Regions from separate parts of the Mus musculus genome. Here regions 2, 3, 4, 5, 6 and 7 are each linked to region 1. Evidence: chromatin contacts called from public Hi-C, HiCAR-type, HiChIP or PLAC-seq and promoter capture Hi-C data. All regions are on one chromosome and are shown on one strand. Each heading gives the region's core, a stretch centred on a gene start, on an enhancer-like site or on the middle of the called end of the contact. The rest is flanking DNA. Distances are from core to core; before and after follow the strand shown. Region 1 holds the start of Tafa5 (TAFA chemokine like family member 5). Region 2 has its middle 31 kb from the start of 4930543I03Rik. Region 3 has its middle 76 kb from the start of Gm52184. Region 4 has its middle 65 kb from the start of Gm35284. Region 5 has its middle 25 kb from the start of Gm35284. Region 6 has its middle 31 kb from the start of Gm35284. Region 7 has its middle 57 kb from the start of Gm35284.

The links. Promoter capture Hi-C pulls out the DNA fragments that hold promoters and counts their contacts. A called contact is a pair of places that touch in the nucleus more often than the background predicts. HiCAR-type assays count read pairs that join an accessible place to other places. HiChIP or PLAC-seq counts read pairs in DNA pulled down with a chosen protein or histone mark.
Region 2: an H3K4me3 HiChIP or PLAC-seq map of forebrain shows a contact between it and region 1, with 6 times the contacts expected there. The contact joins the enhancer-like site here to the promoter of Tafa5 in region 1. A contact is called at or near these places in 10 of 39 promoter capture datasets (the 3T3-L1 cell line, embryonic stem cells, frontonasal cranial neural crest and 5 more), 2 of 484 Hi-C or Micro-C datasets (cerebellum and cerebral cortex) and 8 of 115 datasets of contacts at active chromatin or transcription factors (astrocytes, embryonic basal ganglia, embryonic forebrain and 5 more).
Region 3: a promoter capture Hi-C map of hippocampal neurons shows a contact between it and region 1, with 4 times the contacts expected there. The contact joins the enhancer-like site here to the promoter of Tafa5 in region 1. A contact is called at or near these places in 4 of 39 promoter capture datasets (hippocampal neurons, liver and pre-B cells), 1 of 484 Hi-C or Micro-C datasets (cerebral cortex) and 5 of 115 datasets of contacts at active chromatin or transcription factors (astrocytes, embryonic forebrain, embryonic hindbrain and 2 more).
Region 4: an H3K4me3 HiChIP or PLAC-seq map of forebrain shows a contact between it and region 1, with 8 times the contacts expected there. The contact joins the enhancer-like site here to the promoter of Tafa5 in region 1. A contact is called at or near these places in 3 of 39 promoter capture datasets (the C10 cell line, hippocampal neurons and liver), 1 of 484 Hi-C or Micro-C datasets (cerebral cortex) and 7 of 115 datasets of contacts at active chromatin or transcription factors (SST interneurons, VIP interneurons, embryonic basal ganglia and 4 more).
Region 5: a HiCAR-type map of astrocytes shows a contact between it and region 1, with 3 times the contacts expected there. The contact joins the enhancer-like site here to the promoter of Tafa5 in region 1. A contact is called at or near these places in 6 of 39 promoter capture datasets (embryonic stem cells, hippocampal neurons, liver and 3 more) and 8 of 115 datasets of contacts at active chromatin or transcription factors (astrocytes, embryonic basal ganglia, embryonic forebrain and 5 more).
Region 6: a promoter capture Hi-C map of hippocampal neurons shows a contact between it and region 1, with 4 times the contacts expected there. The contact joins the enhancer-like site here to the promoter of Tafa5 in region 1. A contact is called at or near these places in 4 of 39 promoter capture datasets (the C10 cell line, cranial neural crest, hippocampal neurons and 1 more) and 7 of 115 datasets of contacts at active chromatin or transcription factors (VIP interneurons, astrocytes, embryonic forebrain and 4 more).
Region 7: a Hi-C map of cortical neurons shows a contact between it and region 1, with 2.6 times the contacts expected there. The contact joins the enhancer-like site here to the promoter of Tafa5 in region 1. A contact is called at or near these places in 9 of 39 promoter capture datasets (the C10 cell line, the HPC-7 cell line, HPC-7-derived erythroid cells and 5 more), 2 of 484 Hi-C or Micro-C datasets (cerebral cortex and cortical neurons) and 6 of 115 datasets of contacts at active chromatin or transcription factors (VIP interneurons, astrocytes, craniofacial prominence and 3 more).

What each region holds. Positions count from the first base shown.
Region 1 is chr15:87,542,756-87,545,778 of GRCm38.p6, forward strand. It overlaps Tafa5 (TAFA chemokine like family member 5), which reads left to right and starts at 1,544. Exons shown (of 4, transcript NM_001252310.1): 1 at 1,544-1,848. The coding sequence starts at 1,737. It overlaps Gm35471 (a long non-coding RNA gene), which reads right to left and starts at 1,218. Exons shown (of 3, transcript XR_384322.2): 1 at 707-1,218.
Region 2 is chr15:86,671,722-86,674,744 of GRCm38.p6, forward strand. No RefSeq gene overlaps it. Among named protein-coding and RNA genes, the nearest start is that of 4930543I03Rik, 31 kb to the right of the region's middle. Within about 2 kb of position 1,455, at least 10 of the 459 cell types and tissues checked have an H3K27ac peak or open chromatin away from gene starts, as enhancers often do. A contact at or near this core is called in forebrain, where this site is marked.
Region 3 is chr15:86,813,676-86,816,698 of GRCm38.p6, forward strand. No RefSeq gene overlaps it. Among named protein-coding and RNA genes, the nearest start is that of Gm52184, 76 kb to the left of the region's middle. Within about 2 kb of position 1,531, at least 10 of the 459 cell types and tissues checked have an H3K27ac peak or open chromatin away from gene starts, as enhancers often do. A contact at or near this core is called in hippocampal neurons, where this site is marked.
Region 4 is chr15:86,834,795-86,837,817 of GRCm38.p6, forward strand. No RefSeq gene overlaps it. Among named protein-coding and RNA genes, the nearest start is that of Gm35284, 65 kb to the right of the region's middle. Within about 2 kb of position 1,422, at least 33 of the 459 cell types and tissues checked have an H3K27ac peak or open chromatin away from gene starts, as enhancers often do. A contact at or near this core is called in SST interneurons, VIP interneurons, cerebral cortex and 2 more, where this site is marked.
Region 5 is chr15:86,874,481-86,877,503 of GRCm38.p6, forward strand. No RefSeq gene overlaps it. Among named protein-coding and RNA genes, the nearest start is that of Gm35284, 25 kb to the right of the region's middle. Within about 2 kb of position 1,516, at least 30 of the 459 cell types and tissues checked have an H3K27ac peak or open chromatin away from gene starts, as enhancers often do. A contact at or near this core is called in neural tube, where this site is marked.
Region 6 is chr15:86,930,909-86,933,931 of GRCm38.p6, forward strand. No RefSeq gene overlaps it. Among named protein-coding and RNA genes, the nearest start is that of Gm35284, 31 kb to the left of the region's middle. Within about 2 kb of position 1,618, at least 8 of the 459 cell types and tissues checked have an H3K27ac peak or open chromatin away from gene starts, as enhancers often do. A contact at or near this core is called in hippocampal neurons, where this site is marked.
Region 7 is chr15:86,956,625-86,959,647 of GRCm38.p6, forward strand. No RefSeq gene overlaps it. Among named protein-coding and RNA genes, the nearest start is that of Gm35284, 57 kb to the left of the region's middle. Within about 2 kb of position 1,432, at least 6 of the 459 cell types and tissues checked have an H3K27ac peak or open chromatin away from gene starts, as enhancers often do. A contact at or near this core is called in cortical neurons, where this site is marked.

The DNA.
Region 1 (3,023 bases), core at 294-2,793:
GTATGTCTATGCATGTGTGTGCACATGCATGTGTGGTCACATGCTGTACATGTATGCACATGTATATTTTTGCATGTGTGCATGCACATGTGTGCTCTATATAGCATACATGTGTGTATATGTGTGCATGTATGTGGAGGTATGTGTGACCATGTAGCATGCATGTGAATGTCAGTGCCTTGTGCATGTACCTATGTAGGGGAGTGTGTGCCTATAGCCACATGATATACATGTAGCTTGTGTAGAAACAAGCTTGTGGCATGCATGTATCCAAGTGGAGTGTGTATGGAGTTCAGCTATGTGGTGTGCGTGTGTGCATGAACATGGTGCGCATGTGGAGTGCGTATGTGTCTGCGTATGTATACAACCTGGGTACTTGCCCTCCTTCAGCCCCTCAGCAACGTTCTCTATGTCCTGGTCTGTTTAAATGCCACACTGGACCAGGGTGCAAGGGGAAAGGCTTATGCTGGTATGCACCAAGTAGCTTGTGGGGAAAAGCCTCCATTTCTAATGAGATCTTGTGTGGGGGTACCACCCCTTCCCATGCAGAACAAACACCAATGAGAAGCCTAACTGGGCCTGCTGTTAGCATGTTCACTGGTGCACAGGAAGGGAATGGAATCGACCTTCATGGCCATGGACCTACAGGGCCACCTGGGGAAAACACCAGCTTTTAGAGTTTCTTCCTGGAGTGCAAGGAACTTACAAGGGAAAGTGGAAGTGACCCGATTCCGCTGGTTTACAGGGGCAAACCCGTTGTCCAACGGCAGGAATGCACATCAGAGTTGTAGTCTTCGCTACCCTCCTCAGAAAACCAGACCAGGGACTTTATCCTGCACACACTCTGGAAAATGGATGAGAGAGAGGAACCACAGGCCATGGCCTGGGGGCAGAGGCTGTGGTACACGGGAGTCAAGGAAGTGCATCAGGAAGATGCAAAGGAATGTCTTCTTAGGGTAGACACACAGAGCCCACAGGATGGCAAGTTCTAGAGACAGGGTGCAGGTGCGCTCAGATGCTCTCTGGTGGGCTCAGAGCAACAAGGCATACTCAGGAGCCCTGGTGCTGGGCACAAATGGGAAACAGGCTGAAAGCATTATTTGCTTTGAATAAACTTTCGGTTCACTTTCCGGATCAATACCAAACAAGGTCTGGGACCCCAGCGTCCCAGGCCTTTGGTGGAAGACTCTCGCGTGGGGGGGGGGGGGGGGGAAGGGGGTCCCAAGTCACCTAACTTCCCGCTGGCCCTGAGGGTCTTGCGCGCCCAGAGCCCAGGCTACGAGGATGCTGGGCCGTCTCTGTCGCCATCCAGAGGCTCGGCTAGGGCGCGGCGTCCCCTCTGCTCGCCTCCCTCGCCGGTCCCGGGCCAGTGCGAGGCCCCGCCACGCCGGGCACGCGCTCCAGGCGCGCCCCTCGTACTGGTGACGGGGCGCGCTGAGCCGGGGCGCGCAGCGACGCCCAGAGCCGCGGGCTGGCGTCCCCGGGCGGGCGAGCACGGGCGCGGGCGGCGCGGGCGCGGCGCGGGGCGGGCGGCGCGGGGCGCAGTGGGCCGGGGCCCGGGCGCGGCGGCGGCGGCGGAGAAGGAGGAGGAGGAGGAGGACGAGGAAGAGGAGGAGGAGGAGGACGAGGAGGAGGATGGCACGCGCGGGGCCCGCACGTGGAGGCCGGCGCGGGGGCGCGGGCAGGGCCGGCTGCTGAGAAGCGCTGCTGCCCCCCGCGCGGGCACCGCGGCTTCAATGGCGCCATCGCCCAGGACCAGCAGCCGGCAAGATGCGACCGCCCTGCCCAGCATGTCCTCAACTTTTTGGGCATTCATGATCCTGGCCAGCCTGCTCATCGCCTACTGCAGTGAGTACCGTGCACCCGGGCCCCATAAGGGCCTCGGGTCCTCCAAGCGGCCCCAGCCCCAGCCCCGGCGGGGCGCCCCGCGTCGGTGCGGAGTTGCGAGCGCGTGGCGCGCGGTCCCGGGTCTTGGCCGCTGTTCCGCTGGCCCGGGAGGGCTTGGTGCAGGCGGCTCCGGGGTCCAGACACTCCGCGGCCGGGCACAGCAGCCCCGGCGAGCTTCCGCGGACTAGCCAGCAGGGCCGGCATCAGGCCCAGGCAGGCACAGCGCGTCCCTGCGCGGCGGTGCCCGGTGTCCGCCGTGCGGTCGCCGCTCCGGCCCAGGCTAGCGACCGAGCGGAGCTTCCCGCCGGCGACACTCCCTCCGGGGACTTATGGGGACGCAGCAACCGAGCCCGAGCGGGACTCCTCGGGCAGGACCGCGGCTTGGGTTCCTCCGACGCGTGGTGGAGCCTCTGCCTTGCTAGGAAGCGGGCTCGCCAGATGCTTTCTGTAAAAGGAGAAGTAAGGGAACGGATGCCTCTGGAGGGGAGGGCCCGCTACCGCTGCAAGGGTGGTTCGGAGGAATGAACTGACGACCCAGTGGGTCTGGCAAGGGCTGCGGAGGGAGGTGCGGGCTGGTCGGAGCCTGGCACGGGGTTCTGGAGCTGGGCTTAGGCTGGGACCCGGACGATGGGTGATCTTATCAGTAGGTCTTATCTGGGTACCGATAATCTGAGTCCTGGGTACAGTCTTGGGGCTGGTGTAGTATGGGTAGGCATCATCTTGGCTGGTGTCTGCTGACTGTCGGAAGCTGTTGGGGTGGGTAGAGGCTGGTTAGAGTCCCGGGCATAGGCTCTATAAGAGATGGGCGCTTGCCTGGTTACAGTTTCTGCCTTCCTTCCCGTCTCTGCGGGAAGAAAAACTAGTGCCAGTGAACACCTGTCATGAAAAAAATGCCACAGGCAAGGGAGGTGATGACAAAATATGGATTCTTTACTAATTTAAAATAAAAGGCCATCACCAAGTGGTTCCTCTCACTCCTCCCTCCTTTCCCCGGCCATCGCTCGAGCCTGGGGCCTCCTAGTTCCCAATCCTAGCTCTGAAATGAAATTGCAGCAGTCTTGAGACTCAAGTCGAGGCCGAATATGTCATCAGAGTCCTGGGACAACTCTGAATGGGGATAGCTCAACCCCCAACAT
Region 2 (3,023 bases), core at 205-2,704, 870 kb before region 1:
GAGGGATAAAGGGAAGGCAAATGGAGTGTGACGATATCTCAGTCTGGGATAATATGAGGGACAGACAGGCAGACAGACTGAACACCCCGACAGCAAGAATGTCACGGTTAATAGTGTCCAGTAGGTAATGTCATTACAATGTCTGAACATGACCACAGAGGGGACTCTGAGAGCCAAGGGATGGTAGAGGGGATACCTGTTCTGCAACTGATAATGATTTAGGAGCCAAGACCTTTGTGGAGTAAGAGCAAGTAGCCAGAAGGGAAAGAGGTAATTCCAAGAGAGGTGTGAGCAGCTTCATCAAGGAGGGGTGAAAGGCAGAGCATTCAGGTACCCAACATTCCAAACTTGTGTGTTCCGTGGAGGAGAAGAGTGGATACAGCAGGGATGAGCAAAGATGCTACTTGCTCTCCTTCCAGGCTCAGCCGCTGGAGAAGTCACACAGGCTTCCTTGAATGGAGACAGGAAAGCGAGGTGTGGTAGGGGCTGCATCCTGCAGGGGGCGTCTTGGTGCCCCAGGTGTGCAGTGTGGTGTCCCATTTGGAAGGGACATATCAGGTAGACACAGCTTCCTGAGTGGCCCGGAGATACTCAGGATCTCTGGAAGCATCTAGTCTATCAAGCCAGCCAGATTTGAATCTAAACCATCACTTGCTTGGAGATGAGGTGGGGTTGTAAACCTGGGTTTACTAGTATTGAGGCAAAGCCATTGAGCTTTGTCATCTAAAATTGGAAAATGCTCTTTCTTTTCTGGAACTTTCACAGGTGTTAAACACACACACACACACACACACACACACACACACACACACACACATACACACACACATTTTTTACTTGGTGTTTGTAACTAATTTTTGTTTGGTATTAGTTTCCTTCCATCCTGTGACCAGGTTTCTTCATGTGCTATAGAATGTGCTACAATAGTGCACATTTTGGCTGTTATGGGAGTTAAATGGATTCCTGTTTCATCTGGTAAGTGGCATTCAACAGTCTTTAAAGTTATCCCTCATTGTTCTAAATCAGACTCCTGTTTGTTAAAGAATACATGCCCCCCCCACAACCACTCTGAGCCCGGTATTTATCTTAGCATAGTCTCTTCAAACTGTACTCAATAAATCAGCAGATATGGGCTTTTAAAAAAATGCATGCATGCCTGTATGGGCCTGCACATGCATGCAGGTAAATTTCTGAATCCTTTATGATAGTTGTGCTCAATGTAATTGAAAGGAAATTGGAGTTGATTTAATTATTGGCATTTAGAAAACTAAATTTTTCCTGATACATGCGTGTTACGTGAGAATCTAAAAGAAGCCGAAACTCCAGTAAGTGATTAGCTCATTATGTAGACTAATTGCTTTTACAGTTATAAATAAATTCCAAACATCACAGCTCTAAAGCACACACCTGTGCACTAATTGCTTTTCTGAGAGCAGTTTCCATGGCTGCGGAGCAGACATCCCGCCACCCACAGATCGGATGGTGCAGGTGGATACTGGAACTTGGTGATCCTGCCAGCCATCAGCACCGGTGCCAGCCGTCAGCACCGCGTGCCTCTGGACAGCTCCACCTCGGGAGGCTCTGCTAACTCAAAATTCCAGAAGAATAGTAATTGGGTTTGAAAAGGGTTTTCAAATAGTGAGAGCATTAGCTTCAGAGACTTCAAGATCATCTCTAGTGCCCCACAGCGGGTAAAGCTGCAATCTGGAGCTGGTGCCCTGGCTCATTTGAGCCCACATCCTTAGCTCTCCTTCCAAGGCAATTGGTGGAAACAATGCCTTCTTGGGAACACTTTCAAAAGAAACTAATGACCAGAACTCTGGATGCTTTAGTTAAATATGTGCATTTTAAAAAGCCTACTTCTGCCCGGAATTTGCATAATGGTTCTTTCCCATAGGCCAGAGTTACCTTTCACTCTGCTTAATAGACTCAATGCTGCCTTATTAACAAGCATTCGCAGAAAGATGACCTCAGGAGGCTCCTTCCCCCAGCATGCCTCCTTCCCTGATTGCCCACCTGTGACCTCAGTGGCCCCGCCAGCTTCCTGATCGAGTGGAAGCCAGTCTTCCACCTGGTGTCTGAAGGGAGCCTCATTGCCCAGTGACGCTCAGGGCTGGAAGAGGAGTCTGAGTGACATGAGAATGACCTTCCCTCATGAACCTCAGGTGCACCAACCCTTCTGTCAGGATTTGGCAAAGTAGGGCATTCAACCCCATTTGTGCTGCTGTAACAGAATGCCCGAGAGTAGGAGTGTTATAAAGAACAAGAAGTTATTTCTCATGGTCCCTCTGGCTTGGAAGAGCAAGATTAAGATGCTGGCAGGTTGTCTGGTGAGCACTGCATCTCAGAGACGGAGGACCACCATCCCCTCCTGGGCAGAAAGTGGACTGGAAAATGCAGAAAGTCTCTTTTTATAGGGGTCTCACGCCACTATCCTTCATACCCTCAACTCTTCACTCTGTTTTGCTTACAGACAGGAGCCTAGCATGGCTGTCCCCCGAGAGGCTCTACCCAGCAGCTGACTGAAACAGATACAGATACCCACAGCCAAACATTGGATGGAAGTCAGGAACCCTTATAGAAGAGTTGGAGGAAGGATTGAAGGCCCTGAAGGGGATGGGAACCCCATGGGAAGACTAACAGTGTTAACTAACCTGGATCCCTGGGAGCTCCTAGAGGCTGAGCTACATGGGTCTGACACATATGTAGCATGGGGCTTCCTTGTTTGGCCTCAGTGGGAGAGGATGCACCTAATCCCATAGAGACTTGATGCACCATGGATTGGGGGATACCTGAGGGGTGGGTACCCTCTCAGAGGCAAAGTGGGGGTGATGGGACAAGGGACTCTGGAAGGGGGGCCTAGAAAAGGAAGTAGCATTTGGGATGTTAAGAAATAAACTAATAATTAAAACAAAAAACAAAAAACAAAACCCTCTTCACTCTGTCACAGCAGCCCCTGAAATTTGAAGGACCCACATGTTGGATCAGTCCTATGTTTTTCCTTTTTTTTTGAAACATTGTTA
Region 3 (3,023 bases), core at 281-2,780, 730 kb before region 1:
CTGCATTTTTGGACATATGGCTGAAACCCCTATGGGCTTACCAGCCCACACACACACCTCCACGCTCTGTGTTTACAAATGGCCTGTCTCTCGGGAATAAATCTTTGCACTTTTCCCAGGAAATATAGTCTATAAATCACAGTGACATTTTAGATGAAATTCGCCTCCTCCTGCACATCTGCCTTTAAGTGACCCCCATCCCTGTGTGTGTGTTGCAGTGCTCGAGGGAGGCCGGTACAGCCCGGTCTGGGTAGGCATAGTTAGTTAAAGATAAGATCACTGGCATCTTGAAATGCCACATTTGTCAACACAGGAAGTGACCCTGCCCCAGATGCTGGGTGGGATGGCTCTGTAATGTTCAGTGTGAGAGCTGCCCTTCCCTCGCTCACATCCTGGTCTTGGAATGCTGTTGTCTTCACAGATGGCAGCTACTGTTTAACACTGTGATAATTGATTTTATTGTCAACTTGGCCAGGCCACTGTGAGTGTTTACCAGAATTAAAATTAGACATGAATGAAATGATTGGACAGAGTGAAGACTAATGGAATCGTGTGCCTTCGTATACAGAAACAAGTGAAGGAATTGTTTTTTGTTTTGTTTTGTTTTTTTAAGAAAGATGGAATTAGACAGGATGTCAGAATAAGATGATGCTCACAGATAATGCCATCAGAGAAACCAGAAATACAAAGATGAAGGGACGATAAGAATTTCTGGAAGTTCACATGTAGAAGACTGGGCAAGAGCCTGCCATGAGGCCTCAGTGAATAAATGTGCTTTCAGCCAAGCTGGATGTCCTGAGTTCAACCGTAAGGACCGACATCGTAGCAGTAAAGGGCTGCTTCCCACAAATTGTCCTGTGACTTCCACACATGTGTGCACATGCACATGCATGACTGTGCACACACACACACACACATATATATGTATAAAATATGTACTAAAAGAAAGACTGGACTAAAGATTAAGCATGAATTACTTTGGAGAAGTTGGGGCACAAAGACTAGAGAAGCAGTATTTGCAACCAAGCACAACCTCCTGAAATACCAGAAGGCCTCAGTGTTACAAAAGGATATAGCCACGTTTGGGGAAGTCCACCCAGAACGGACCACAGCAAACCACACTCTCTGAAGCTGTTGGGCTCTACTGAAAGAACTGTCGCTGTCCTCCAGGCAAGAAGAGCAGAATTCTCACAGAGCAAAGAAAAACTCAGACAGATGCCAGTCTTTTGACAAGTCTTTGTACCAGATGGAATTGGGGACACAGATTTAAGATACACGGAGAAAGCAGAGTGAGCCAGGCTGCCTGTCACTGCACATCACATGAAAGCCCGAAGATGCTGTCCTCGGGGCTTTCCTCAGCGTCTGCTGGAGAACTAGTTTGACTCACCAAGATGATAGAAGGGAAGGGGAGGGAGGAGGACGACCAGCTGGAGGCCACAGCAGGCACCCATGGAGCCAGGGTGGGATGGGAGAGAGATGAGCCCTACCCTCTCAGAGGCTAGGCATTCATCAAGCTGAGTGTAGGCCAAGAGGGAGTGTGTAAAGGGGAGAGACATATGGCTGATCATAGAGGCTGAGCATGGTGATCTGGGACAGAGGAGAGAGGGAGAAGGGCAGGATGCTTGAACTGGAGACCGGGGTCAGGAAGGATGTGGATGACGTAAGTGTTAAATGTCTGTCAGAGAGAAGATGCTTGCATGTGTGCCAGAGAGAAAGAAAATGCTAGAAGCAGCATAGAGGGTGTATGTGTGTGTGTGTACACAAGAGTGCACATGTGTGTGTATGTGTGTGTGTACACAAGAGTGCACATGTGCATGTGTGTGTGTGTGCGCATACTTGTGCACTGATACATGTGTGTTTATGGATGCGATGCAATGTTTCCATGTAAGTAGACATTATGGGAAAATTAAATCCAGTTAATTAACACCAACATGCCTTCACCTACTTATCACATTAATTTTTTTTTGGTGACCTATGTATTATGAGATATGTATTATGAGACAGGTCACCCTAGTCTTGGCTCCTTTGGGGGACTTAAAGAGTCCCAGTTATACTTTGTAGAAGGCACTGCATCTTTTACACACACACACATGTGCACGTGCACGCACACACACACACACACACACACACACACACACGTGCGCGCACATTAGCGTGGGAGGACCAGCAAAGGACAGCAGCTGAAGGGTACACTAGAGGCACTAATAGGAGTCAGAGTCACAGCTAGGAGAAATAAACAAGTAGTGAATGGGGAACTCACCATGCCTCTCTCAATTCACGACTAGCCATTATTAGAAGGAAGATGGAAGCCGTCAATGACGGGACCAATGGGGCAGAGCCTACAATGGCACATTGAACTCTGACCTCTGGTAATTGAGAATACATTGTCTTTTAAAAGTACATGGAACAGCCTGCAAATTGAGCATGTCTATTGCTACAAAGAGCCTCTCATTAAGTCCGGAGCACAGAAATGATCCATCCAGCCCTCTCTTACTACAAGCAGGAAAACTAGAAGTTAATTACAGAGCTAGCAGAAGTGAACACTCACCCACCAAGCATGTCAATAAACAACTTGGAACGAGAACAGAATGGCTTCAAACTGAGAAGACAAGAACCCAGGTTGGAGAAATGGCTCACTGTCTCATCCTGAGGACCTGGGGTCAAATCTCAAGCACCCAGGTGTGTGTGCCTGTAAACACAGCACTGGGGGGCAGACACCTGTGAGTCTCCAGAGCTTGCTGGTTAAATAATTAATTCCAGTTCAGTGAGAGACCCTTGTCCAAGCCATTAGGGTAGAGTGTTATTGAGGAAGACTGCTCTACTCTGACCTTGCATATCTGCTCATAGGCACACTCATGTGCTAGCAACACACACACACACACACACACGCACACACACACACACACATGCACACACAAATGAATAAATACATAAGAATCTATGGAGCATTGTTAAAAATGTATATAAAGTGTAAAATTTGAATTTAAATAAAAATGAGTAGCATTTGTTATTAAACTTCAAAA
Region 4 (3,023 bases), core at 172-2,671, 710 kb before region 1:
AGAACAGTTGAATCCAGAGCAGGGGCTGCCACTGCTGCCAGTGTGGCGCAAGGTTCAAGAGTGGGGTCCAGCAGGGAACTTGGAAAGAGGAGAGGGACACGGTGAGAAAAGGCTCTGCTGGTGAGCTCCATTGGCTTTCAGGAGGACGTGTTGGGAAGAGGACATGAGGGCACCAGGAATCCAGGTGCTTCCCAGGACATAACATCACTGACATTCGTCTAAGGCTAATCAGTGGAAGAACATGGACTGGACGTGGGTCGTCCTGCCTCAGAGTTCCTATTGCAAAAACATAAAGTCCTTGGGCAAAGACATTTCCTGGGGTCAGAACGACACATGCCCATGCAATACCCACACACTCAGAAGCATCTCAAGGCCCCAGGGGTAGCCCTTAGTAGCCATCAGTCTCTGTGGTCTCCACAAGTTCCCCAGCAAAGCTCTAACTTCGAAAGGACATCCATGAGAGATCATCTGGAAATTAGACACTGAGTGGGTTGGATGAATAACCCTCGGCAGAAGCTATTTTCTGCTCTACTGGGAGGGAAGTGAGCCGGTTGCCAGCAGCTCTTGTCACTGACGTATTGTGTGCTTGAAGAGGGTTTAGTTCACTAAGAAGTGAGGTGGTATGACGGAGAGGACCTGGGCATTACAGATATCTAGGTTCGGCCTTATACTAATATATAATCTTATAGTTTATAGCTCTTCACTGAAAGAAGTATCCAGAGCTTATTGGTGCACGTTTGTGGTGAGGACCGGTGGGTAAAACCCAGCAAGCAGAGAAGTGGTTTTTAGCTGCTGCTGTGTCAGTGGTTAAAGAGAGAATACTGAGGTATGCTGATCATCTCCATAGTTGAGAGGATGTGGATGATGATGGCGATGATGATGATGATGGTGATGATAGAGATGATAATGATGGTGATGACGGTGACAAATGAGCACTTGTTAGCATGCGCCTGTCATCCCCAGGAAAGCTCATTGGCTGCCGCGTACCCACCAGGGTGCTTTTGCCTCATGATGTAAGGCGATTTTTTTTGTGCTTCTCGTGTGCTTTTCATCTTGAGTGTTAGCATTTAACTTTTGCCAAGTAGCTGAGCCAGAAGTGAAAATTCCCTCAAACTGTAAGAAACACTGACAGGCATCCAGATGTGGTGTTATCGTGCCCACCATTCAGCATAATAATGGCTATTTGTTGTAGTTTTCTCTCTGTCATTTGGCATGGGCCTGCTTTGGGTGCTATAGTAATAGCTAGGGGGAAAATACAGACTGCACCGCTAACTTGAAAAGAATTCCAGGAGGGTGCACACTGGTGCTGGAATCTTACACTCCGAGGAAGGATGCCGGCAGGCTGCTGGAGCAGGGAGCTAGGTGTTTGCTGGGGAAAGCAGTGCAGCTGCTTGGCTCTCGGCCCGCTCTGCACAGATCCTGAGCTGTGATATAGTTTAAAAATAACCCTGCTCTGGCTGCCTGTCTGGGGATCTGCTGCTGGACTCCCAGATGCTGCAGCTACTGAAAGCAATATGCTTTGTGGAAAGGTATTAGGCTGGGGTTTTGTTCTGCCAGCGTTGCTTCAAATTGTCCTCCTGGAGCAGACAGAGGTTGCCCCCGCCCCCAGGCAGAGGAAGAAAGCAGAAAAGAAGAAAAGGCTTCCCTGCAGCCCCAGACTCTGAACCACTCGCCTGAAGGGGGCAGGTATGTGTGGGCCTGAGAGATGGTGTGCCCCTGTATGCCTGATAACCTGCATATGTGCACTCGCACATGCGTGCATGCACACATGCACACACACACACACACACACAAGTGCGTGCAATGCACACACATTCATACACACATATGTGCATGCACATACACATACATATACATGGACACACATGCACACACATATACACATATGTGCACACAAATGCACACACATTCATAACACATGTACATGCATACACATGCACATATACATGTGCACACGCGTGCACGCACGCACACACACACACACACACACACATGCACACACACACCACCCCAGCACAGGCTGTAAAAGCATTCCCAGTTTTAATCTTTTTTGCGGGGAGGGGAAGGGAGGGCTTGAGACAGGGTTTCTCTGTGTAGCCCTGGCTCTCTTGGAACTCACTCTGTAGACCAGGCTGACCTCAAACTGAGAAATCTGCCTGCCTCTGCCTCCCAAGTGCTGGGATTAAAGGCGTGCACCACCACTGCCCAGCCAGTTGGGGTTTTTTTGTTTTGTTTTTTTGTTTTTTGTTTTTTTTTAAGATGTGTTTCTGAGGATTTCAGTCAGGTCTTCATGCTTAGATTCTGTCTTAGGATTTTACTGCTGCGATGAAAACACCATGACAAAAAGCAAGTTGGGGGAGGAAAGGGTTAATTCGGCTTACACTTCCAGATCATAGTCCATCACTGGAGGAAGTCAGGACAGGAACTCAAACAGGGCAGGATCCTGGAGGCAGGAGCTGATGCAGAGGCCATGGAGGGGTGCTGCTTTCTGACTTGCTCCTCATGGCTTGCTCAGCTTGCTTTCTTATAGAACCCAAGACTATCAGCCCAGGGATAGCCAAACCCAGGGATGGTCCTCCCCCATTGATCACTAATTGAGAAAGTGCCTTACAGCTGGATCTCATGGAGGCATTTCCTCAACTGAGGCTCCTTCCTCTCCGATGACTCTAGATTGTGTTGAGTTGACACAGAAAACCAGTCAGTACAGACAGCAAGTGCTTTACTGACCGAGTCATCTCCTCAGTCCTGGGCAACTCTTCTATCTCATGGACAGATCCAGATAGAGTTAAATGATGATACCCAAATCAGTTCAAAGAACTGAAGATCCAGCCCAGGCCACAGATAAGACTTCACAGAGTGCCTGGCCAGAGCATCCCACATGGTGGAGCATCTGTGTACCAGTCCAGGTGAGGAGAAAAGCCCCTGTGAAGTGCAACATTTACTGAGACTTCTTTGATTGCATCCTTATCCGTCCATCTCACAACCTGACTATTCTGAGAAAAACCAGGATGTCTTGCCAGCCA
Region 5 (3,023 bases), core at 266-2,765, 670 kb before region 1:
TCCCCTGTGTCTGACTCATCTTTATAAGGGGCCGCCCTGGTGTCACTGATTTTGATTTTACCAATGTCTGGTCCCCGTCTTATCCCTGTTGTGGTCACATCTGTGTACCACTCCTGGCCCTCTCTTGGCTTTGCTCTTGAGTGAAGGCTGCATCTGTTGTCATGGTTTCTGTTGAATGCATTTAACCTTCCTCAGTCTCCACTGAGGTGCAGCCCTACTGTGTTGTGAGTCTCTTAATGCTCTCCTGTTTCCCTGCTAAGTCTTTCTTAGCAGGATGGCATTTTGCACTTTGTACATGCAGTGCTGTTTGCTGGTCATCTGTCAATGGTTTCAACAGTTTCCCCTTGCCCGTGGGTTAGGGGTCCTCAGCCTTGACCCTCACCCTATGAAAGCACCCTGCACACACCGGCATTTTGCTTTGGTCTTAATCCTGCCATTCAAAGTTTACGTGTATTTATAGTCTTTTATTTACACCTTTGTGTTGTTGTTGCTGTTGCTCCTCTGACCGGCTAGCTTCTAGGAGGCCTTCGCTGAGATCCCGAGTGATAAATTTCCTCTCTATTTTCGCTCATAATTCTGTCTGTTGTGCTCTTTAGATTGTGAGACGCTATTTTGGAGACATGTGCATCCCCGCACTCTCCCTGAAATGATAGTTCGCTCTGCCAACACAGCACGCAGCGTCCTTAAAACACACTCAGGCCAGTGATGCAGTCCTGATTTGTGTGTGATGAAGAGACAAAACAAAGCAAAGCAAAACAAAACAAAAGGACCCTCTTGGTGGAATAACCCACTTAAACACCCCTATGGCGCCTTTTAATGATGCAGTTCTTTAGTCTGTGGGAATTTCCATTGCTGTCTGCCTTTCTTATTAGGAACAAGCACCCTGGGCTCCCCACGGCTTGCAGAACTGAGGCTGGCAGGCCACAGATCCTCTCCCTCCCTGTACTGTGACACTGGCCTCTGTTTCAAGTTCCTGCATTCCTCCACCTCTCCTCCCTCCTCTCTCTGCTTCCTTCTTCCTTCTTGCGTCCCTCCTTCCTTCTTTTCCCCGTCTCCCTCCTCTTTTCCCCTCTTCCGGTTCTCTTTCTCCCTCTTCTTTTTTTTTCTGCTTCTCTTCTCGTCTCCCCATCCCTGCTTAACAGTTCCTTATTTTCTTCTCCAAGTTATAAAATACACGAAGTGAAGGACACGAAGCCCGAAGCCCGTGTGTGGGTTGGTCAGCGTGTCTCTAGAGACCTCCGCTGTACAGAGTCACCCCAGGCTGCTCTCCTTTGTGCCTCTCCATCCTGGCCCCTTTGATCCTATCTAGGCCTTCGTAGCTCTAAAGTGTGAACCTGTCTCCCTGATATCTCCAGGCGCTGCCCCCTTCTGTCTCTGCTGATTCTGTGAAAGGGATCTTGGGAGGAATCTCACTCACCCGGGTCTTTGCTTTCAGGCTTCCTGAGTTATACTGGAGTCTGTTCCGCTGGGTGTCAGAGGTCAAGCTGCATCTCACTGGAAGCTGCCCCTGCTCCTCCCACTGCTCCCCCCACCCCCTGCCCCTCCCACCGCTCCCCTGACCCCAGGGCCGAGATCTGAGCTGCAGTCCCTCCCATCACTGATCTTGCCTAGAGTTTGTTAAGGGTTGATTAGCTGTGAATACATTTATCTTCCACTGACCTGTAAGTGGTGCCAGGCCTATGAGTCCTTGCTGACTCCTGCCCTCTCCTCCTCTCCCCTATCTCTCATTATTTCCCTTTTCTTTCCTTTCATCCCTTCCTGTCCCCTCCCCTCTTCCTTTCCATTCGCCCAGGCCCCTCTCCACCCCCCCTTTGCTCCCCTTCTTTCCTATCCCCTTTCCTTCCTTCCTGTTGCTTCCCCTCCCCCTCCCATCTTCACTCATCCATTCCCTCCCTCCCTCCCTCCCTCCCTCCCTCCCTCCCTCCCTCCCTCCCTCCCATCTGTTCTTTCTTTCCTTCTTCAGCAGGTTCTCAAAGATCCCAAGCTGCCCTTGAATGCAACCAAGGATGGCCTTTCATTTCTGATCATCTTACCGCTCCTTGACTCAAAGATCATAGAGAGGCCTGTAGAGTCACACTTGATTTTTATAATATTTTTCCTTTTTGTAATATATGTGTGGTATGTGCTTGTCTGTAGGTATATTTTCATGTGTGTGGGTGGGAGCCACTAAGGATCATATTGGGGTTCAGGGATAAAGGTTTTTGTTTACCAGGGTACAGGCTGGGGAGATGTTTGTGTCTTAAAAACTCAGCAGTAAGTACACATATACAGTAGGAAGGGAGAATAGAAAACCAAAGACATAAAGACAAGAGGGCCAGGAAGTTGGCTCAATCAGTGAGGTTGCCAAGGCTGATGACCGTGGTGTCATGTGGTGGGATGAGAGAACTGACTTCCACACACATGACACCACGGAAGCAAGTATACACACACACACACACACACACACACACACACACACACACACAGAGAGAGAGAGAGAGAGAGAGAGAGAGAGAGAGAGAGAGAGCAAATAACTAAAAGGGAAACTTGAAAACCACTGGTTCTAGGCTGCCAGGGCTATGTGGCTATGGCCTATTTCAAATTACATACACTGCACCCATCTGGTGGGCAATGTTGGTTGAGAATACAGCAGAATGAAGTCCTTCCCCACCGCCGTGTTCCTGATGGGCCTGGCCTGTCCCTCCAGCCTGGGAGTGGAATGGCCAAACCAAGTGAAGGTAACTCTGGTGTTCCTGTGATACAGAAAGCCTTCTCCTGGGCAAAAAGCCAGGGGAATCTGTAAGGTCCACAGTGTGGGGACATCATATGTGCATATGACAGGGTACTAGGGACGTTCCAGGTGTCCATGGCTACAAGGATGTACTAGGTGAAATATGTAGACATCTGTCACTACACAAAGGCTCTGAAGTCAAGCAGACCTGAGTTCACATTGTTACAACCATCAGTATTCAGTGGAGAAACAAGTGAGGTCTCTCTCTCTCTCTCTCTCTCTCTCTCTCTCTCTTGCACACACACACACTCAG
Region 6 (3,023 bases), core at 368-2,867, 610 kb before region 1:
TTATCTGTGACATAGCATAGCATTGTGCTTCCTACCCTGTCATCTGAATGGTAGGAGCTTTGAAGGGGTGAAGGGAGACAGGCCCTCAAAGGAGCTTCTTCCTGCTTGGCTGTTATCATCTGTGACTGCTCTGCTTTTCTTGGCAAGTCACACTGCCACAGCAAGAGCTCGGGGACTGCTGACTGCCTGTTTTGGAGACCCTTCTGCACCCCCAGCTCCTCACAGCTTTATTGGTGTATGTATCTCTGCTCTGCCTGAGAGGTTCCCATCCCCTTCTGTAAGTAGGTGCCTGCTATTCTGCAGCAGCTGCCTGTGAGTGACACACAAGCAGCCCTTTCCAACTTTCCACCCTCTCTTCTCCAATGCTCTGGAGACACCCAGGCGGGTACTAGAGAGTCCTGTGTGGACACAGTGCTATCTGAGATTCTGAACATGTGACGAGGCTAAGTCAGAGTGTGGCTGACATCAGTTGCCAAATGTGTTGGGTTCTCAGCCCTTGGCGGAGGTAGGACCAGGATCCATCTATCATGAGTTGTGGAAGCTGGGCACATGGCAGGGCTTCATGCTGGATGCACAGAAGTTATATTAGGGCAGCCTCTAAGAGGTCCAGAGACACCACAGGTCAGTGTGAAGCATGGTTGCCCCTCTTTACCTGAGCCTGCCTATGGATCTCAGGTCCCTTCTAGCCCATAAACATACAAGGGATACAATTTACTGAGCCCTGTTGACCAAAGTGACATGAAGTGTCCCCAGAAGCACCCTACCAGGGCTAAAAGATTGCTTCAGGAGAGGGAGGAATTGTCAAAATGTTCCGCTTAAGGCACCTTGAAAGAAATTCCATCTGAATTAACTATCATGTGCTTTATTTCTGCCGGGCTATATGCAGAGTTCTGGCTCTGGGGTTCTCTGACAGTATCCAGATTCTACACCTGCTTGGACCAGGCGCATGGTGTGGCTTATGAAGCTCCAAGCTCCTGGACTAAAAATGTAAGGGCATTGCAGCTTCTCAAAATAGGATTGGAAGATGGGGAAAAAGAAATCAACCTTTTTTTTTTTTTTACAGTCCCTGGGAAATAACCACAACTTAAAACCTCCAGTAAGCCTTTAGATGATGTCTTAAAGGCTGGAATTATCTCGCCTACCTCATGCATCCCAAGACTGCCGGTAGAAATCCAATAATAGTGGAGAGACAAATGAAGTGAATATTTCACCACAGGTTGAAAATATTTGTGGATGACTTGTGCTCAAGAGAGTCTGGGAAGTCACAGGTCCTAACTGTCTCTTCCTAGCTGGGTGATTCTCTATAGTGTAACTAAGCAGTAACACTTTGCAGACACAAAGAGACCACCCATCTCATCTGCATGTCCCCTCACATGCTCCCAGGGGGCTGACAGGTGAGCCCTAAGCAGGCACAGGTAGCCACACTGCCTAGGTGAGACTTTCCTGTACCCAAAGCCTAGGGCTTGAACAAAAGCCGAGCTTCCTCCTGGTGGGGTAACTGGAATTTTGTGAGCAGAAGGAGGCACGAGGAGAGGATGCTATTCTCCCACAGAAATGCTTCAAGAGCCCCCACAGATGGGACGCGATAAGGAGCTTAGTCCAGACACTGCCGTTTGATCGAGTTGCCATCTGTGGGATTTGCCAACCGTGAGTGGGGCCGAGGATATCTCTCTGCTACAGCCTGGCTAGGGCTGCACAGACACATTTTATCTGATCCTGGGGGAAATCACTTTCTGAGTAAGCCAGCCAGGATGGCTTCAGAAGACGGCCACCTCCCCACCGTGGAGAGGCCAGTGTCGTCCCCCCCCCCATCCCTAGAATAGGGGACTGTGGGAAGCATGCTGCATATTAAACATCCCTTTCCTAGACTCAGGGAATGCCCACAGAATTGCATGGAGAGATAGAGTCTGAATGCAAAGACAAGCTCTTCCTCGGGTGGATGAGGTGGATTCTATTCAGCACCATAGACAGCGCCCCGAACACTTGCTCTCCTGCAAACCTTGATGTCCTGAAAATTCAAGCTGCTTTGTTCTCCAGCAGAGGCTGAGGTCTTTTTGGTTTTTGGTTTTTGTTGCTATATGTCAACCTTGGAGCCTGGTCTCATGTATTGCATCAGGCCTAGAGGCAGTCCGCATGTCATCCTTCCACTCTTTCCAGCATGCATTGAGGCTGCATGTAGTGAGCGACATCCTGATAAGAGCCATGTTCCTTATAATCTGCCTTTAGGTGTCTGAACAGGATGTGGTCTCCTAATGTTTGCACTGCGACTCCTGGAATGGGCTGGGCCTTGGGTACAGGGCAAAGGGGTAGATATCATACAGGCGGAGAGACATTTAAGTCATATGTAAATAAAGTGGGGAAGGACTCAGTGGCAGGTGTGTGTAGGATGGACAGTATCTGCTTATGGCAGGAGAAACAACTAGTTGCTGAATGGGAAGTGGTCAAGGGAATGAACCATATTTAAGGATTTGGATGAATTCAGCATGGCAGTAGGAGAGGGGAAGGCAGTGTCTTAGATATCTGTAGTGTTGGAGTAGTTCAGTCATGCTGTCCAATAACTGCACCTAGCATCAATTGCTTGTTTGAGATGTGCCAAATGCCATTCCATGCTTTTCACATGAGCTGAGCCATTCCAATCTTACAAGGAATGTAACAGGTTTATCAGTTACTATTTCACACATTAGAAATGACACCGGTGAGAGCAGGGTCACGTGGACAGAGAGATGCGATCAGCCCACACATCTCAAGCTGGGAGCCAGGTTCTGGGCAGAGCAGCCTTTAAGCTGGATGTGGTCTCTGTTCTCAGAGCAAGCAGGGTGGGGGGTGTACTGACAGACAGAAAACCTCATGAGGTGGCCTCAGTAATGGAAGGCTTGGGTAAAAGGGACAAGTACCAGGGAGGGTTTGAGTGAAAGGAACAAATATTTAAGAGGCAGAAGTAGTAGCGAATGTTGATATTCAGAGGAAGTTGGAGGAGACTCAGTGGCTTGGGGAAAGGGACATTCAGGAGATAGGTGTGGGGG
Region 7 (3,023 bases), core at 182-2,681, 590 kb before region 1:
AGCTGATGTCTTGCGTCAGGCATAGTCACATGGTTCATGCAAAAGCTTAGGGATCTTTCCTTGAGAGCCCAGATCTCTCAGTACAGAGTTGGCTGTGCCGTAGGAACAGACTGGACTCACTCCGGTGGATTCTCACTCAGTGAAATCCATTGTGGGTCTGTGGCTTTCGTAGGGCTCCCTTCCTGTGGTAGCTCAGAAATCCAGAGAGTTCCTCTTGGGGTTTTCATGTTGTAGGGATTGAACAGTGCAACTGCTGTGTCTATTCTTGGTGGTCAACCTGACTACATCTGGAATGAACTAAAACCCAAATGTATGGGCTCACCAGTAAGAGACTTATTTTACTTGATTGAATTATTTGGGAATGAATGGCCAACCCTAAATAGGGTCTACACCTTCTGGTGGCAGCCTATAGAAAGAACATGGAAGAAGGAAGTCCTTGCTCTTTTCCTGGTTAGCCTCACTCTTACTAGTAAGGTCATTCCTTGACTGGGATCTTGGTATATACTGGAGACCAGCTTAGATATCCAGTATCCAGCTGTTGGACTGAACAGCTATTAGATTCCTGGACTGCCCATTGAGAGACAGCCATTGTTGGAATAGTTGGAGCACAGCCTGTAAGCCACATGAGCAAATCATAAATTCATATTTACATATTTATATTACGTTATTTAACATAATCGTTTACAATTATGTGTATGTGCGTGTAGCTTCTTACTCTCTCAGCTCTGCGTCTCTAGAGAACCCTGACTAATATAAGGACAAATTAGGATCCCCACAGCCTCCAGCCCGAGTGACACCACTGTCTTTCACAGGTCCAACCAACTGCAAAGGTGTTTGGGAAGTCTTTCCAAGCAGCTCTGGAGGGAAAGCAAAGACCACCAGTGAGAGGCTCTGGCATCTCCATACAATCGCCAGAAGAGAAGGATGGGCCTTAGCTTGCACAAACCCAACTCTTCATCTCTTAAGCTTCTTCTCTCAGGATGCTTTATCACAGTGGTGTGAGAAGAAGCTAAGACACAAAGACTTTTAAACCAGGGCTAGCACCTGTCCTGTCTCCTGTGCCCATGTGTGGTTAAAAAAAAAAGACAGTGGCCACATCTCATATCTGCTCAGAGCTCAGGGTGGATCTAGGCCAAGATTGGGTCACTAGTGACCTTAGTCACTGCACTGGTGTCACTGTAGAGACCCCATAGGAAGAAGAGGAGCTGATCTCCATGGCTGACATTCCTGGTGATCTTGCTGTCCATATGCTTTATATAATTAAGGTCCATTGTCATGGAAACTCAGAGAGTTTCGCAGATAGAGAGCTCGGGCATGTCTGGTGATGCTCACCAGAAGATGTCGACTAGAACAGAGACTCAGCCCAGAAGAGAGCCAAGCAATGCATAAGCTTGGGGAATCCTCTGCTGTTCCCTCAAAATGTTTTTCTAGGGAACGGCTAAGAGTTAGAGCGGAGGATGCCTGAGGCTCCACAGCTGTGTGGATGAGTGACTCATGGCAGCAGAAAAGCTGTGCCCTTTCAAATTTGTACAACTCTGTTGTAGTAGTGATGTCAGGCTCCCGAGGAAAAATGGCTACCTGAAAGCCAGCCTTTCTTTAAGGGCCAACAGAGGAAGATGTGAGCGAGCGTATGTGTAACAGTTAGGACGATGCTGTGACTCTTGACCTTCTCTGCTTTGATGGAAGCAGCAGGTAGAAATGGAGGAGCTGGAGCCCCTTCGAAGGGAGGGATTCTGATCTTCCACCAGCTCTCTTTTTCCAGTGCAGACAGCTGCTTCTGACATCGGTTTTGCAGAATACACACAGCTACATAGGAGCCTAACATTTTACTGTTTCCATGGCAATGGATCTTAATTATATTAAGTGTCTGGACAGCAAGATCACCAGGAATGTCAGCCAGCAGCTTCATCTGCTAATACCAAGTGCCATTGGGTTCTGGCACTATTTTACTGTTTCCTGTGTGAATATTTACCACTGGCAGCATTTGATAGTCTCTCTCTCTCTCTCTCCCTCCCTCCCTCCCTCCCTCCCTCCCTCCCTCCCTCCCTCCCTCCCTCCCTCCCTCCCTCCCTCCCTCCCTCCCTCCCTCCCTTTCTCCCTCTCTCTCTCTCTCTCTCTCTGATCTCACCATACATTCCAGCACCCCCAGTATTCCAAAACCAGACCCCAGATCTGTCCCACACTTATTGCCTATGGCTCCCATAGTTCACAGGACCTAATGATTCCATCGAGGTCAGGACTTGCTTCATGTGCAACAGCCAGCCAATAGTGTTTCTGTTTTGAGAACAGGGCATGACTGTGTCCCCTCATGTTAACTATATTCTATTTCCTGCCAGGCTCTAGGGGACCTGTCATAGAAAAGGACTTTTTGCTGGGGGTGGGCTGTAGGTTCTGTATGTACAGGCTGTGTTAACCCCAGTTCCTGGTTAGTACTTGGGTGTGGCATCTGTATATCCTTCAAGTGCTTTACTGCAGTTGGTGACATCTGTCACATGACCATGGACCAGTTTGCACAGACTAGAAGACTTGAATTCCTAGTTGTGGGAGGTTCTTGGCAACTCTAGATGTGGTGTCCCTTGCTGCAGATGATGGACATTGATCATGTCCTAAGCTTCATAAGAGGACAAAGCAAGTTGGTGAGCATAGATGGCTGTGGGACCGCACGCTTGGTATTGGGTGGTGTTCCTCAGCATCTGAAAGCCAACCAGTGGATGAGCCAGGTCGATGGACCCAAGACCTCACAGATAACCTTACAGTGATGGTGTGGCTCAGTATGTTCATAACAGTCCTGTCTCAAAGGCAGGTGAATAGACCAACCATCTTCTTCCCAGGCCTTCATGGGCTGAGAGTCTAGAATAGGCAGATTAACTGTTCTGGGGCCAGAAGAACGTGAGTAGTACTTTTTAGAGTTATTCAGAAGGTGATCCTCAGATGACCCCCATGATTATGGGTGGGTGGGATCACTCCTCTGAACTGTAACCTTCTGTGAGCTAAATTGCTCAAGGTTGTCTGGCCAGCTGTTT